2 separate regions of the Gossypium arboreum genome follow, and region 2 is linked to region 1. Evidence: chromatin contacts called from public Hi-C data. All regions are on one chromosome and are shown on one strand. Each heading gives the region's core, a stretch centred on a gene start, on an enhancer-like site or on the middle of the called end of the contact. The rest is flanking DNA. Distances are from core to core; before and after follow the strand shown.

The links. A called contact is a pair of places that touch in the nucleus more often than the background predicts.
Region 2: a Hi-C map of leaf shows a contact between it and region 1, with 2.9 times the contacts expected there. The contact joins the promoter of LOC108469967 here to the promoter of LOC108476313 in region 1. A contact is called at or near these places in 2 of 5 Hi-C or Micro-C datasets (both in leaf).

What each region holds. Positions count from the first base shown.
Region 1 is chr8:24,293,215-24,295,914 of ASM2569848v2, reverse strand. LOC108476313 (beta-amylase 7) reads right to left here and starts at 1,264. Exons shown (of 11, transcript XM_017778491.2): 1 at 606-1,264; 2 at 1-163.
Region 2 is chr8:24,933,269-24,935,968 of ASM2569848v2, reverse strand. It overlaps LOC108469967 (phosphomannomutase), which reads left to right and starts at 1,343. Exons shown (of 12, transcript XM_053017990.1): 1 at 1,343-1,438.

The sequences.
Region 1 (2,700 bases), core at 15-2,514:
CACATACCATTGATTTCTCTTATAATGAAGCAACCAGTTTTCCCGGCCCAAGATTTCAAATTTTCCTGGTAACAATCACAACTTCAATTCATATTATTACACGAAAGGGGGAGGAAGGACACCCCAATTAGACATGGCTCCAACTTCCAAATCTACATGTTTCCTAACACAATGACCAAATAATAACAATAATCATTATAAGGCACCTACTAAGCTTCTTAGACCTCAGAAAGAATTGTCAGTTAGTAAACTATTTGTCTTATTTGGATTTTAAATTTTTGTTCATGATAATTTAAACAAAAGAAACCTTAAAAAGAAGAGTCAAATCTTATTATTTTTCATCTGCTTTCACTTCTCCAACGCTTTCTCAGCAACCACATGAAGACTTTAAGTACTGAACTAAATTCTCCGTTGTACATTAATCACAAGACTTAAACAGAACAAAAAGAAGAAAAAGGAAAGGAAAACATTTTCTCTAGAACTTAAAATAACAAGTTTCCCAGAAAATTGGAGAATTTAATACTAAAAAGACATGGCCAAGCAAAATTTGAAAGTTCTCTCTCGAAAATTGCCTTGAAAATAACGTCTTCTCTCTCGAAAATTACCTTGAAAGTAAAGTCTCAGTTTTTTTTCCCCTAACTGTCAGACAGTCTTCAATCTGCTAGAAATGAAGCTTCGAAACATATCTGATCCTTCACTTTCTCTTCAAATTCCACTTTCTCGACTCCAACCTATTTTTTCCCGGCGACCGGAGGGTACCTCCGGTGTGGTAAAACCAGAATTCCTCCGGAGCTGATGAGAAACAAAAAGCTAGGGAGAAGGCCCCAGAACGGGGGGATTGCCGGCAGGGGAGAGGGGCGCGTGAAAGAGGGAGAAGCGAGCGCGTGAGACTTAGGGCTCCACGCGTGTGCGAGATTGGCGAGCATGTAATGTGTGTGTGAAGTTTAGGAATTAGCACGAATGGGGCGTGTGTGAGATAGGAGTGTATTAAGCGGGGATCTACGGACGTGCGAGGGAAACACGTGTCACACGTGCCGCGGGCCTTGCTTGAGGGACCCGATCACCCGACCGGACACGAGATTTGGGTGTCTCTCTTTAGGGTGGAGATATCACGTGATTCGTGATTCCTGCTAAACTCGGTTATGAAAATCGTTTTGCAAATTACGACACCCTTTGCCATCACCAATATTTTCGTTTAATCAACATTTTTTTTACTCTCTTGTGATAACTCAGATTCTACTCTCATAATTGAATTTTAGAAACAATATCATTATGAACCACAACGAATCCCGATATAAAAAAAAATAGATGTTTAGGCTATTTTCTTGAGAATAAGTCGATTTTATGAAAACGCTTCTAACTCGATATATTTTTATGTGTAACATTTTATTTAGAGTTACTATTTTTTTTATAAAATTAGAATTAAAATTTAAAGTTTTTTAATTAGAATGAAATTTAGAGAAAAAATATAATTTTAATAATAATCTTCTTTCATAACTCAATTCCATATATCGATTCGTATTTTTTGTGTCTATATACATAGTATCAAAAATTCCTATATGGCTATTTGAAAAGACACAACCTTTCCTTTTGAAAGGTTTATAAATTGTTGTGTCCAATATAAATACATCTTTTAAATTAATATTATATTATTTCTTTCCTTTTCATGATATATAGATATTGTATATGTGTATATGATTTTTGTATATATATTATAAATCATATAAAACTAGTTTATTTTATATATTTTAAGAAATTTTGTTATTTCATTATAAATTTCGATATACTAAAATATCTTAAAGTTTTGTCTTAAAAATCTTGTTATTTCGTTAGAAATTTTGTTATTGGTTTTGCAAACCAAAATTTTTATACATCAAAATTTAATTTTTTAATTAAAGTACCAATTGCCATCATAATATATAATAAACAAAGACAATATATTTAATTTTCAATTAATTATTAATCACGACTGACAACAAATTCTTAATATATTTAAAATTCAATTCATTTATCTATATTGTGATATCTTATTCATACGAGTTAATTTAAAATATTGAAATTGAACTAAATAAAAAAAAATTAGTTGGGAAGAACCAAAATATCTAACGGCTTTCGTTCTAAGAAATTTTGTTTTTGGGTAAAAAAATTTGTTATTGCCATGACCAAAATTTGATAGTACCAAAATTTCTAACCACTTTGCTATAAGATTTTATTAGATGTGATTAAAAAAAGTTTGTGGACGAATTAAAGACTATATATATAAAAAATTTGATGAAAAAATTTATCATATTTAATAAAAATCTAAAATTGCTAATTAAAAATATAATAAAAACATAAAGCTAAACTCGCATCTAATAATATCTATTATAGCAATTAAGTTACACAGAATTTAGAATGTTACAATAAGAGTGGTTCCAGTGAGTCACTAAGTTTGATGATTGAAGGATGCTTGGGTGATGTTAAACTAGAGTTTCAATATTGTCTTTCTTCCCTCCCATTAGAGCACAAAAGGATACTTGTAGATAAAGAAGGGCTTAGAGTTGGCCTCCATTTTATGATGATTTTTTTATAAGGTTGAATGTTTATTTTGATTTAGGGTTTGAGTTAGATATGATCTTTGTAAGTGTTGATGAAAAAAAAAGGATTAGATTTAAGTTTTTAGGGTTGATGAGCTTGTTTCATTAAATGAGATTGATGATT
Region 2 (2,700 bases), core at 94-2,593, 640 kb before region 1:
CTGGATCCTGATCCACCGCTTTCATAGAAGGAGAGGCTAATAGGGAAAAGTTCTTGGGAATTAGGAAGGAAGAATAGTGGATCGGGTATTGATGAAGATGGTGACTTTGCCTTTGTGGAGGGAGACGTTATGAGATCTTTTGTTAATGGCATTCATTCTATTAAGTTTTCAGAGAGAATTAACCAGTTGTTGATCAAAGATATGTCTTTTACTGTGGTGATCAAGCTTTTAGGAAGGAGCATAAGGTATGCTGCACTCCAAAACAAAATTTATGCTCTGTGGAAATCTTGATGGATATTGCTAATGGCTATTTTTTGGCCAAATTCCAGAATAAAAAAGGTTACGAATGGGTACTCTCTCAAGGACCTTGGATCATCTTTGGCCAATATTTAACTGTTCAGCCATAGTCCATTGACTTTGATCTAACACAACCCTTTCCTAGTGTGGTCATGTCCTGGATTAGAATTCCCAGGCTACCGGGTTATATGTACAAAAAGAAGATATTATGAGAGATTGGGGGCATGGTTGGTAAGGTTGGCAAGCTAGACTTCAACACAGATAGCAGAGCAAGGGGAAGATTTGCGCGTATGGTGGTTAATGTCAGTCTGGACAAACTTTTAGTCTCACAAGTTCTGATAAACGGGCCCCTCCAAAGAATAGAGTATGAATATTTACCTACTGTTTGCTTTTCATGTGGTTGTTATGGACACATGAAGGAGTTATGCTCGTCGAAGGTGATTATTCCAGGGGCAGATTTTGAAGGGAAATCGTCCGGTAAGGGAGATCAAACGATTATTTCAGCTCCGGTGGGGAAGGAATCAACGGATGCTAATGACGCCTATGGTCCGTGGATGCTTGTCGAGAGGAGGAGTAGGTGTAATTCAAGGGATGCTAGAAAGATTAGTGCCGAAAATCTTAGAAATTTGGCAGGTAAATCAAGATTTAATGTGTTGGATTCCCTAAATGAAACAGAAAATTTTCAGGGGGAGACTCGTGAAGGGGATTTGAACAATAGCACTAATCAAGCTGGGAATTTTATCTCTCTGAATCTTGTCGGTGCAAATAAGGCTCCATTTCGTTGATTGAAAAGTCTGGACAGGATAGTTCTATGGGCCATAGGAAATCAGTGGGCCACAAATTGATTGTTGGGGCTAAGGAGCCTAATGGAAAAGGGAAGAGTGGACATGGCTTTGTTTCCGCTGGAGTGTTCCAAGTCCAACGGGTCAAGGGAGCCATCCTTTGCAAGCCAATGGTCTGGGCTTTATTAATTTAGCTAATAGACCTGATTTCGCCAAATGTCGAATTAGGTTAAAGGGTTTTCAAGGTCCAGCATTTTCAGACCATATTAAGGACGTCCAGATGCCTTTAATTTTGGAGGATTTTCCTACTGTTCAAAACAGCGAAACCGTGAATGGGAAAAATTGGTGATCGATCTAGGGTAAGTTCTTCTTGCGCCATGAATAATTATGCCTTATTCTTTCACTTTAATCCTATTTATAAAAGGAATTCGGAGGTGCTATTTTCTTTAGAGAAAAGTATTTTAGATTCGAATAAACATTCTACAGTTGTTTTCAAGGAGAATGTTCAACCAAATTCTTTGGGAGACATGGGTGAGGGTCAAGTTACAGAGGTGGGTGGTGGCTTTGCGGATACTGGTGTGAGAATTATTGGCGGAAAATTTAATGGAAGACGGAGAGGCAAGAAGCTCAACCGGACCATTCGTGATAGAGGAAATATTTTTAAAAATTCTAGTACTCAGGTTCCTCTTCACGAGTCGATGAGAAATTTGGTTGAGTCTCTGCAGGATGCTCCAGATGATGGCCGTAAGGAGTCAGGGAAGTAACTTGTCTTTAAATTTGCCCCTTGTTTGTAAGTTAGTTTTTTTTTTGTGTTGATTTAATATTTAACGGATTTGAATCTTTCCCTTCTTTCATGGAATTGTCAAGGGTGTGCGAACACAAAGTTTTAAACCAGATATTTTTAGCTTGTTGAAGCCAAGGGTATGTGGGAGAAAAACTGATGAAGTCATTGACAAGTTGGGTTTTCAGTACTCTCACCGAGTTGAAGCAGTAGAATTTTCAGGAGGCATTTGGATTAGTTGGAAAAATACTGTTAATCTTGAGGTTATACGTAATCATCCTCAATTCATTTTGGTCCGTATTTGCAGTAGTGTTTCTTCTCAGTATGTCTTTATAGCTTTTGTCTATGGTAGTCCTAATTGGAGGAAACGAAGATTGCTTTGGGAGCAACTGAAGACTACTATCCCTTCTGCTTCGATCCCGTAGTTAACTATTGGTGATTTTAATGCTATTTTGTCCTCTGATGAGAAAAAAGGAGGGAGGTCTAGTGGGACAACGTGCTCTTAATTTGGAGATTTTGTCGATTTAATGGGCTTCATGACTTTGGTTTCAGTGGTCCTTTGTTTACTTGGCAAAGAGCGAGGACTTTTGAGCGTCTTGATCGTGCTTTAGGGAATGAAGCGTGGGTTCAAGCCTTTTTGGATTGTTGATTACTCACCTTACTAGGTTTAAATCGGATCACCAACCACTTATTCTTAATTTTAATCCAGCTCACTCCTTACCCAAGGGGCGTCCTTTCAAATTTCTTGCGGGTTGGGCAGAACATCCATCCTTATTCAATTTTGTCAATGAGAATTGGAAGTATAACGGTTAAATATTTGAATCCTTTTCTAATTTAACT